Regions from separate parts of the Rattus norvegicus genome. Here region 1 is linked to region 2. The links are chromatin contacts, called in public Hi-C maps. All regions are on one chromosome and are shown on one strand. Each heading gives the region's core, a stretch centred on a gene start, on an enhancer-like site or on the middle of the called end of the contact. The rest is flanking DNA. Distances are from core to core; before and after follow the strand shown. Region 1 overlaps Hpcal1 (hippocalcin-like 1). Region 2 overlaps Odc1 (ornithine decarboxylase 1).

Region 1 (5,728 bases), core at 2,837-5,336, 240 kb before region 2:
ATCTACATATTGACCTTCAGACCATCCAAGCGGGGAGGCAGCATGTCACAGACCTGCCAAGAACAGGAATCCTTTATTTTCACGAGTCTTTCTTGGCATTAGGCAGATATTGCAGAACAGGCACAGAATATATGTAGACACAGTGGCAGTTAGAAGGGTACCCTGGGGACTGTGTTTACCAACAGCAGCTGGATGCCAGGGACTCGCTTCTGCTAAGGATTGGAGAGAGGCAGAACCGTGAACAGGGTGCTCACAGCAAACAGGAAACTCACAGGCCTTGTTTTATTTGATCATTTTAATATGCCAGACCAATTTACAGAAGAGGACGGAGCACACGGAAACACCTGTATTTGCAGCACGGAGGGCAGATGTCCGCAGCCCTGGGCATGCATGTATCTCCTGTGGAATCAGGCAAATCACGAATGCATAAATACCACAGCACAGCCAGACTTGGGGGTGGGGTGGGGTCACAGGCCACAGGGGACCATGCTTCAAAGGCAGTCAGAGGCATTAAATACAGGGGCTAAACGTTAGAGTCCATCTCACCGTACACATAACTCATACATTAAAAGTAAGGAGACCACGGTATGTACGTGCAAGCGGCTTTGGTCAGAGAAAATGAACAAGGGAGGTGGAGCCATGCACAGGAAGGGCTTGCCTGTCTACTCTCCATCTTCTTCATCCCCACAAAGTCACCTGGGATCATAGAATGAATCAGCTGGTCTCGGTAGGATACTGAAAAGTCGTGTCTGGTGTCCTTAAGGGCCTCCGGGCCCTCTGTGGGCAGGGAGGAGCCCTACAGCCGAGAACACTTGAACCCTTGGAAGGAACCAACCTGGACTGGAGGGGGAGGGATATCGAACGGACGGATCAGATAGAGGAGGGAGTTGCGGCTGGGCAGGTCGGGTGGGTGTGATGTGCTGCCTGGCCCAGGTCCCGGGAGAGCAGGAGAGATCACGGAGGAATCCACTTTTGCAAGCAAAGCTGAAGATGGCAGGTCAAGCCTGTGTTTCTCACAACTGTCCAAAAGCCCGTTCCCCTCAGAACTGGCTAGCACTGCTGGGGTCACACTGCAGCAACCGGACAATGGACGGGTCGCTCTTGGCACCTTTGATGAATTCTTCCAGGGACAGTTTGCCTGAGGGATAGAAGTGGGAGACGTAGGATTAGCCAGTGCTCTGGTTCAAGTCTGGAACCCTCTGGGAAATGGACAATGTCCAGTCTCCGCTCACTTCTAGGGCATTTACATGCGAGTGTACACACATTTATTTACTGTGCATATGTATGTGGGCGCATATGCCATGTTGAGGCACATAGGTGGTCAGAGGACAAGCTGTAAGAGCTGGTTCTCCTTTTATGGCATAGGTTGTAGGGGCTGAGGTTTCGTAATGAATTCTGTGGCTAGAAGTAAGCTGCCAGCCCCACCTGGAGACCTGGAGAGCTGCCATGATCTGGGGCAGCTGGGGAGACAGGACAAACTATGGGTGCTGGTCTAGTTCTATTTCTGTTACTGTGATAAAAATCCCCCAGCCAAAAGCAACTTAAGGGAGGAGGTTTTCTCTGGTTTAGTCCTAGGTTACAATCTATCACTACAGGGAATAACTTTAAAACGTCACAGGGCAGAGAGAATGGATGTATGGGTGCATGACTGTTTGCTGATACTCGGCCTTTTCCTTTATTATACTGTTCAGGCCCCCTGTCTAGAGATTGGCAATTGGCCTTCTTATACCAATTAACCAAGACAACCCCCACCAGGCATGCTCATAGGCTGCCACTGTAGGATGATGTCATTGTGCAGCAAGGCGGGTCCAGGATAAGGCGAAGCCTGTCATTGGATGAGAAGGAAGGGTAGGTGGAAAAAAAGTCTAGGAAGGAGGGAGGGGGAGGAGGAGGAGAATGGGAGATCAAGATGGAGTCTATGGAGAGGGATGGTTCAGATTTAGGTGAACTAGATCGATTTTATCTTGTCTATGTGGGCGGTTTATATCTTTATCAATTGGCAGTGAATTTATTGCGTGGATGAATTGTGTATTGAGAATTTAACATGTAAATCTAATTGCTAAAAATTACAAGTTTGTGGAACTTTGATTTTACTGGGCTAAAGAGGACAGTGTGTGAAAGAAATGGCTGAGAGGCAGTTGGAGCGTGCGGATCTGGTTCTGTTGCCCTTGCAGAGTAAGAACATACAAGGGCTCGCAGAATGAGGTGTGTGTGTGTGTGTGTGTGTGTGTGTGTGTGTGTGTGTGTGTGTGTATGTCAGGCGCAGTAACTACTGCCTAGGGGACCACGCGGAGAGGGTTGCTAAAAGGGAGACAGCCAGGAGTGGGCAGCTTGCGGGCTGTGTGGCAGAGTAGCAGCCGGAGCGAGCGGATCCTTTAATATAGTTCCTTGTGTTGTGCCGACCCCCAAACGTAAGATTATTTTCATTGCCACTTCAACACTGTAATCGTGCTACTGTTATGAATCAGAACGTAATATCTCTGTTTTCTGGTGGTCGTAGGCAACCCCCGGAAAAAGCTCATTTGATCCCCAAAGGGATCAGGACTCGTAGGTTGAGAACCACTGATCTAGATAATTCTTCGTTAAGACTCTTCTGAGCTGGGCAGTGATGGCACACATCTTTAATCCTAGTACTCAAGAGGCAGAGACAAGTGGATCACTGAGTTCAAGGCCAGCATGGCCTAAACAGCAAGTTCCAGGACAGCCAGGGCTACACAGAGAAACCCTGCCTCTAACTAACAAACAAACAAACAAACAAACAAACAAACAAAAAACAAGCAAAAAGGACTCTCTTCTAGGGCTGTAGAGATGGCTTAGCAGTTAAGAACAGTTGCTGCTTTTGCAGAGGGTCCTGGATTCAGTTCCAGCATCCACAGGGCGGTTCCCAACCATTTGTAACTCCAGCTCCAGGGGGACCCAGTGCCCTTCTCTGGCCTCTAACATACATTCATACATATACAAACATACATTCAGGCAAACATTCATATACAAAATAAATACTAAATCTTAAGAAAGAGACTTCTGAAGTGATCCTAAACTGAGTCAAGTTGACACTTAAAACCATCACAGCGCCTCCTAGTGTAGACTCTTGACAGCTCCGGGGGATGAGAGCTTTGCTGTCCTCCGATTCTTGATCCTGTCTGTGCCAGCTTCTCTGAACGCCCTGCCTTCTCCTTTCTTTCTTTTTCTTTCTTTCTTTCTTTCTTTCTTTCTTTCTTTCTTTCTTTCTTTCTTTCTTTCTTTCTTTCTTTCTTTTTGGTTCTTTTTTTTCGGAGCTGGGGACCGAACCCAGGGCCTTGCACTTCCTAGGCAAGCGCTCTACCACTGAGCTAAATCCCTAACCCCGCCTTCTCCTTTCTTGAGTGCTAGCAAATGGTCACTGGTGTACAGGGTGGATTACGTGCTCAGTGACCTCCATAGTGTGACCAAACAACTGGGCAAGTGCACAGTGGGGACACAGACTCCACTCTGAAGCAGGTGAGGTCCCGGCTTTGACAATCAGAAACAACGGCCCTCCATGTTAAGTGTGCCGCCAGCGTGGTACTACTTTAGCCTCACGCCCACGTAAGTGGGTTTATCCCCGTTTCACAGAGAAGAAAGCCAAGCCTGGGAAGCGGCCAAGCCTCAGTACGGTCTGTCAGAACCCAAGCCTTGATGTCACAATACACAAGAGGGTAAAGAACACTTTCTAAATTGGCTGGAAGGCAGGCAAGAGGCTGTCTTGCTTTGTGTGCGGACATGTTTTGAAAGGCATTTCCTTGCTGTCTGGAAAGTTTTTTTTGCTGTCTACAGTTCCACAGGAACCTTGAGCCCCGCTGAGCTCCGTCCTCAACTCACCTGCGCAGAGTACTCGAGGCTCACACACGGCACTTTCTGGTGCATTAGCGTACATTTAATCTCAGCGCAACCCGGGGAGCCTTTTCTTTCCTTAATGCTGCATTTCTTGTTGGAACAAAAGCCAATCAGTCTTGGCTCTACAAAGCCACAGACAGGCAGAATCAACTCACCGTGCAGCTACCTCTCCCTGGCTGAGGTCCTATGAGGAACTCACAGCCAAGGCACAGGAGGACACAGGGCATGTCCTCGTGACCTCTCACCACCTCGCCACTTCCTGAGACCTGCCTTTTTGCAGCTGTGGCAGGACCTCGGAGTCCTAGGTAGGATGGCCATAGCCAGATTTCTTTGCTTGATGAGCCCCATGAGGATCTGGGGTGCTTCGTTTCCCAGGGTGATGGCCTGGCTGGCCTCTCAGGATCTTGAGACTGGAATTCACAGTGTACCATTATACCTGCCTCCCTTCCCCAAATAGACTCGTGGAAATAGTAAAACCACTCCCTCCATCAACATGTGTGTTGGCTAATTTTATGTCAACTTGACAAAGCTATAGTTATCAGAGAGGAGGGAGCCTCAACTAAGAAAATGCCTTTATACAATGCCTGCATGAAAACCTGTAGGGCATTTTCCTTTCTCTCTCTCTCTCTCTCTCTCTCTCTCTCTCTCTCTCTCTCTCTTTCTTCCTTCCTTCCTTTCTTTTTTCTTTCCTTCCTTCCTTTCCTTTCTTATTTCTTTCCTTCCTTTCCCTTCCCTTCCTTCCTTCTTTTCTTCTTTCCTCACCCCCCCCCCTTTCTTTTTGTTTTCTGAAACAGGGTTTCTCTGTGTAACAGCCCTGGCTGTCCTGGAACTCACTTTTAGACCAGGTTGGTCTTGAACTCACAGAGAGCCTGTCTCCTAAGTGCTAGGATTAAAGACATATGCCACCATGCCTGACCAGAAAGGCATTTTCTTAATTAGTGATTGATGGGGGAGGGCCCAACCCATGGTGGGTGGTACAACCCTGGGCTGGTGGTCCTGAATTCTATAAGAAAGTGGATTGAGCAAGCCAGGGGAAGCAAACCAGTGAGCAGCATCCCTTCATGGTCTCTGCATCAGCTTCTTCATCCAGCTTCCTGCCCTCACTGTTTTTGATGATGAACTATAATATGGAAACTATGAGTAAATAAACCCTTTTCTCTCCAAGTTGCTTGTGGTCATGGGGTTTAATCACAGCAATGATAACCCTAACTAAGACAACATGTATGAAGCCTACAGCTTGGAGGGTCTACTGATCTACCCATGGTCATAAGCCATAGGAAGGGTTCAGGATGCAGGCTAGGTGTCCCTGACCCTGAATTCTAGTCTTTTTTCCTTCAGCAGAGCTGAATCGAGGGGGCTGGGAGGGAGCAGAGCAGAGGGTGTACCCCAAACACATCTGTGCCAACAGCAGTTTCACAGGTGCATCTGTGCGCCCCACCCCCTTCACCCCCTATCCCCAACCCCACAAAGCTTCCTACCATCATTGTTTGTGTCCATCTGCCTGAAGATCTTGTCTGTTCGCTTCTCGGGTGTGGACTCATCCTCGGGCATCTTCATCACGGAGGACACCATCTTGTAGATGGCCTGCAAAGGGGCGTCTGTGAGTGTGCTTGGGAGGATGGAGGATGGGTGATGGCTCTCACTCAGCCTGCCAAGGAGCATGGGCAGGGCAGAGTGCTCCCTGGCTGTGTCAGGACCCTTCTCTCATCAGAACAAATCTCACAGACAAGGCGTTGGGTGAAGGGAGCCAGTACAGGTTAATTGACGTTCAAGCGCACAGGATACAGCTGGGGACTCTGGGCTGGGAGTGTGGGGGTTAGGGGGCATGATGTCTGTCTAAAAGGTACAAAGGATCTTTGGTGGGGGGCTGGGGAAT
Region 2 (6,151 bases), core at 3,599-6,098:
AAAACACACACACATACACACCACACACAAAACACACACCACACACACAACATACACACACACATACACAAAACACACACCACACACACAAAACACATACACCACACCACACACACACACAAAACACACACCACACACAAGACACACACCACACAACACACACAAAACACACATACACACAAAACACACACACATACACAACACACACACAACACACACACACACACACACACACACACACACTCTCTCTCTCTCTCTCTCTCTCTCTCTCTCTACTTGTACCAGTGTATTGATTTGTCTTGTTTCAGTCCTCAGGAACTTGAGGCAGGAGAATTATCAGAAGTTTGAGGCACAGGCTGGCCATATAAGTACCGTGCCAGCTGGGGCTGCTTATGTACTCACTTAGTTACTCCATGAATAAGATCAATCTGGAGCCAGCTGGTGGCAGCACATGCCTTTAATCCCAACACTCAGGAGGCCAAGGCAGGCAGATCTCTGAGTTTGAGGTTAGCCTGGTCTATAGAGTGAGTTCCAGGGCAGTCAGAGCTACACAGGAAAAAACAAAACAAAACAAAACAAAAAAACCCTATCTCAAAAACACCACCACTACCACCACAAACAAAAACAACGATGACAAAACGACAAATTAAGAAGGAAAACACAGGTAACAGCCTCTTCTGTACAAATTAAGATGTGGATCTGAGGGTCCTTGCAGACCCTGCCCTGTCAGGAACTCATTAAATCTGTGTGGTTCCTCAGGGAGCCAGTCTACTGCTGCCTAGGAGAAAGGGGAGGGAAGTAGCCCCAAAGATAATGGCTGCATGCTAAGAAGCCCAGCTCACAGTAAAGGACCCCAGAATGAACCTGGAATTCTCACCTATACTGCAGGGGTCCCTGGCAGGCTCTTTCTCCTTCTGGAAGGAGGAAGAGGAGGAGGAGGAGGAGGAGGAGGAAAAAGAAGAGCAGGGAGGGAGGAGGAAAAGGAAGTGGAAAAAGAAGAGGAGGAAGAGCCTCCTAAAAGCCTCTTGGTCCTGCTCTCTTGCCTCTGGGATCCCAGAACCCTTGCTGTCCTGTACAGCACCCGGGGAGAGACACATTTCTAGTGGTTGCATGGCATCCTTTATGTTATAGATTGGCCTGCAGTTTACCTCCCCAAGTATGGCTTCTTGTGCCCTGACTCAAAAGCACTGGAGTACAAATAACTCAGGTGCAAGTTTGATGTATTGTGAACAAATCCCATGACTCTGGCCAGGCCTCTGTCTTCTACGGGAGCCGTTTGTCCTGAAAGATGAAGCCCTGAACAGCTCTGTGATGTCCTGGGGCAGATAAGGTTCCCAGAGACAGGACCTGACCTCAAGCTTTCAAGAGTAGGGCCTAGGGAACGCGAATGGTTGCCAGACCCATCTCCACAAGACCCTGCCCTCTTCTCTGCAGGGATGTGGTTGTGAGGAGAGGGTCAGGTACTGGAGGTGGGTGTGGGTGGATGATATGGGCAGAACCATGCAAAGAAAGCCTAGGTGGGCTCTGCCAATTAGCAGAGACAGCTACACTGAAACACATAAATCTCTGGACCCTACTAACAAATGTGGTGTGGGCCTAGGAAGGGGAGGGCCTGGGAAGCCAAGGCTGCAGGCAAAGAGACAGTGAAACAGAGGCCAAAGACGACCAACTGGAGATCCCTGGAAGTCCTACTGAGGTAGGGATGAGGGTTGGAGAAATCTGGAGAGGGACCAAGTCCTCTTGAAGTCTTCTTTCAAAGTGGAGTTGGCTCCTAGCCAACCAGCTACACCTTAAACATTAGGTGTTGCTGCCCCCTGGTGGCCATGACCAGGCTGCACAGCTAATAAGTTGTGTTTCCCAGAGCCGGATCCTGAGAGCCTGGCTTTGTCTCCTGTGCCTGTTGACTCATAAGGATGCTGAGGCTCACAGAAGCCCCAGACTTGCAGAAGGCAACATGGCAGCCAGAAGCCAGGGCCAGGATCCTGGTGTTTAAGACTCAGAAGCCCTGTCAAACTGCTGAGTTAAATGAGATAAACCACAAATGATGTTTCTTAATGGGTTCCAGGTAATATCTTAAAATTTACTTGCTAAATACGACCTCTCTGCCTAAATCAAGAGCTGAATATGCACAGCTGCCAAGGTGGGGTGGGAACTGGAGGGAACAGGCCACATCCCAGGGTTTGCATACCTAGTAGAGGCACACTCCTGCCAGATACCCTCAGCCTAGCTTCCTATGCCTCTCCCAGAGTGCGTGGGTTGTCAAGCATGGAGGCCCAGCAGGTTCCTTCCACCTTAGAAACCCTTTAGGTCAGCTGGGCTGCGGTGGTGCACCCCTTTAATACCAGCACTAGGGCAGTAGGGGCAGGTGGCAGTTTGAGGCCAGCCTGGTCTACATAAAATCCTTCTCTACCAACAGCAGCAATGTTTTAGGCGTGTGGCCAGGAATAGCCTAGTTAGTAGGTTTTCTACAGAAACTTGAGAAAACTTTGGCTTATAGACAGATCATAGATTATTTCTCTGCCGGTGAAATGTGCTAATTCAGGCCAGATTCTAGTATATTTGTTCCGGAGTTCACAGGCTCCAAGGACTGAGGCCAGGGGAATTCCATTTGGGGAGAGGAGGGCAGGGGGAAGAGAAAGAAAGTGTATGAGTGCAGAGAAGGGGGAGAGTGCAAGGGAGCAGGCCAAAATATCTGGATTATGTAGAGCAGAGCCTCTTGGGTAGCCCTGAGCTGTAAAGTTCAAGCTGTGACAGGGTATGCCAGGTAGGAACCTGGAGACCTTTGATATGTAAAATGTGTGCCTCAGTCCCTAGTTCTGGTCTGAAACCAAACAACCATCATGGAGGGAAGCCAGGTCAGGAGCTCTGTCAGGAAATGGGCAAGTCCTAGAGATAGCACTGGCTCACTCCTAGAGGTAGCTAGAGGCTCTGTGCCTGGTAAGAATAGGATCTGGGTCTGTCCGCTCCAGTCCCAACTCAGTCCAAGACAGTTCAGGGCCACAGGTGACCTGGGCTGCCCCCTACCTGCTGCTATTTGGCTAGGAAATGAACCAGAGGACAAAGTGTCAGGAGTTAGTGAGATGGTCCAGTGAGAAAGGGATTTGCCTTATAGGCATGAGATCCCAAGTCTGATCCCAGCACCCACATACAAACCAGGTGGCAGAGGCCAGTAATCCCAAACCTGGAGAGGTAGAAACAGGATCCCTAGGGCTTGTTGACCAGTCTAGTTAGTGAGCTCCAGGTTAGAGAGACCCTGAGTGGAGGTGGAGAGGGATCACTGGTGCTATAGGCTGCCTTCTTAGCTCCAGGTTCAATGAGTCCTTTCTCAGGAGACAACAGGACATATGACATTCTCCTCTGGCACTGTCCAGCCCTCTCCTGATACACATACATCACATAAAACTATACTAGCTAGAGCTTAGTAAATGTTAATTATGTTTAATGGATTTTAGTTATGCTGTAGCTAAATTTTTAACCTTTTTTTTTTTGGTTCTTTTTTTCGGAGCTGGGGACCGAACCCAGGGCCTTGCGCTTCCTAGGCAAGCGCTCTACCACTGAGCTAAATAAATCCCCAACCCCAATTTTTAACCTTCTAATAAGCTATCCAGAGATCAGAGGCTAGTCTCTGGCCTCCACACACATGGTAGCACCCATAAGCCAAAACTTTCAGAAAAGCTGAGTGTGGAATCTTAGCATTCACTTGTGACACTGAGGCAGAATTGAAGGCCAGGCAGGGGTTGGATCCCACTGCCTTCCTTAGCACTTGAGAACGAAGTCAAAACTGCCTCCCTGACCTGAGCATACCTGTCTTCCAGAACTTAACTCCAAAGCCTGAATGATAGGCAACCACTCTATCAGAGCAAGTAACTGCTTTTGCCAGCCAGCCAGGTTAAGAATGGTTTGTGGGCTGGAAAAATGGCTCAGTGGTTAAATGCACTGGCTACTCTTGTGGAGGACCTAGTTCCAGAAAATGTTCTCTTCTGGGCACCTCAGACAAAACCCACATGGTACATATACATATGTGGACACCATCACCAATTTGAGGGCAGTCTGATCTATAAAACAAATTCTAGGCCAGCATAGTGGGGCCCTACTTCAAAAAGGCAGAAAACAAGTACTTTCCTATAAACCATGCTGGCTTCATAGTTAAGTATGTATTTCCAGCAATCATATGATGCATTATCTTTAAAACTGTGGAAAATGTATCGCTAAGAGCTAGAGAAACCTTAATTTCCCCCAGTTATCCAAACTACCAATGACCAGACCTGGGGGTGGGGCCCTTCCACCCTATCACATTTACACAGGAGCCTCCTGGCACAGCACCAGACACCTGAGCCTTTACTTCAGATCTTCCCTAACTCCAGTCACAGTCATTGTGGCTCCCAAGAAAGTTAAACATTTTAGCAAGTAAACCCATAGCCCTGTGCCTTGGAGACCCTTAAGAAACAGCTGAGAAGTGACTCCCTCTTTATGGAGGGCACAGGCAGCTCCAGCTTTAGACCCATGGGCAACACTCCAGATGACTGCTTAGCTTTAACTCAGGCCTTATCTTGAGGTAGCCTGTAGAGCCCATACTGTCTCCCAGTGCTGGATCACAGGATCCCTTCCTCCTGACCTACAGGTCTTCAATACTAACTAGGTTAAGAGTCTGGCATTTCTTTGGGGATGCAATAGGTGTATAAACTGAGCAGGACTATAATATGAAAGGTCAAGGTAAAAATTTACAACACAGTAGTTGCTGTTGTTGAATTTATTACAGGAAGTTGACTGCCAAGTGCTGTTCGATACTTCAACTGTTACTAGGTGGTGATGCAGCTGAGGCCAAGGGTTGAGGGAGCAGTCAGGGTTTCTGCAGGCAAGGTTCAAAGAGCCTCAGATGCCCTCTCCTTAGGAAGTGGCCAAGTCAAGAGGCCACTAGGCAGATGATACTCTTAAGAGACTTTGGGCACCAAGTTCACAGTAAACACTTGAGATGGGCTAAGCACATTGATGCTGTACAGAGGGGGCACAGCTTTGTATCATCCACATCTCTGCTGGGCTAGACTCACTGCTGTAACACACAGCCTGTGCAGAAGTTTGTGCCTTCTGTAAGGGATACTTGCACACATTCTCCAATGTCCAATCATTTCAAGATACTTTATTTTCAAAATGGGTCACAACATAAGCTTTTAGCCCATTCTGCCAATGTACAAGCTACAAATGCTTGCTCAGCAGCCGAGGGGCACTCATTAGTATCAGGTCTGAAAAGTGAATAAAAATCCATATAAAATATTCAAAGTTTCCATAGGAACACAGTAAGTGTGACCCCCATCTCCTAGTCTTTCCATACTGCATTGGTGCCAACCCTACTCTTACAAAGACATTCCAAACTAGCAGTAATTAAGTTAAATGGTCCCCCCAAATGCCGTGAACTCAAGCTAAACTTGCAGGTAAGAGCTACAAGAATGGCATCTATACATTGATACTAGCAGAAGCACAGGCTGCAGGGTGACGGTCCATCCCGCTCTCCTGGGCACAAGACATGGGCAGAGTGCCAACATCCTGCTCCTCCACTTCTGGCGGGAAGCCATGGCTCTGGATTTGCTTCATGAGTTGCCTGAAAAACAAAGGCATATATGGCATATTCAAAACCCAAATCCCTCCAAATTGGGCAGCCTCCCAAGAGATCTCCTGACACCTCACCCTGTCACTATACCAGGAAACAATCCAATGTAAAATTTCATTATTAAGGAACCCACAGGTCACATATGCTAACTTGAATATTTTAGTTGCAAAAGAATCTAATGGCTTACTTGTAAGACCTCTCCTAGTAGTAAATATCTGAAGATGAGCAGTAATTACTTGGAAAAACTCCATTTCTGTATTTAGCTCAAGGTAAAAAAAAACTTATCAAACATAAAAAGCAAGCACAAATTCAGTCCCTTTGAGACAGGTCAGGTGATCCTTCCCCTCAGCACATACTGCCTTCCCCCCATAGTATGTGTGTGTGTGCATCAGGCATAACCCAGGCTTCTGGCTCACAGTAGGCAAACATTACACTGAGCAACCAAAAGAGCATGAGCAGGCACAGCCCCACTCACCACATTGACCGTGACATTACGTAGTAGATGTTTGGCCTCTGGAACCCATTGAAAGTAGAAGCAGCAGCAAC

Evidence for each region. A called contact is a pair of places that touch in the nucleus more often than the background predicts.
Region 1: a contact with region 2 is called in a Hi-C map of liver, with 8 times the contacts expected there. The contact joins two enhancer-like sites. A contact is called at or near these places in 11 of 12 Hi-C or Micro-C datasets (the A7r5 cell line, Schwann cells, frontal cortex and 6 more) and 1 of 1 datasets of contacts at active chromatin or transcription factors (oligodendrocytes).

Annotation. Positions count from the first base shown.
Region 1 is chr6:46,307,914-46,313,641 of GRCr8, reverse strand. It overlaps Hpcal1 (hippocalcin-like 1), which reads right to left. Exons shown (of 5, transcript NM_017356.3): 4 at 5,331-5,436; 5 at 278-1,138. The coding sequence ends at 1,041. Among named protein-coding and RNA genes, the nearest start is that of Asap2, 76 kb to the left of the region's middle. Within about 2 kb of position 4,086, at least 3 of the 93 cell types and tissues checked have an H3K27ac peak or open chromatin away from gene starts, as enhancers often do. A contact at or near this core is called in liver, where this site is marked.
Region 2 is chr6:46,063,733-46,069,883 of GRCr8, reverse strand. Odc1 (ornithine decarboxylase 1) reads right to left here. Exons shown (of 12, transcript NM_012615.3): 11 at 6,081-6,151; 12 at 4,736-5,596. The coding sequence ends at 5,452. Among named protein-coding and RNA genes, the nearest start is that of Snora80l1, 7.0 kb to the right of the region's middle. Within about 2 kb of position 4,848, at least 3 of the 93 cell types and tissues checked have an H3K27ac peak or open chromatin away from gene starts, as enhancers often do. A contact at or near this core is called in liver, where this site is marked.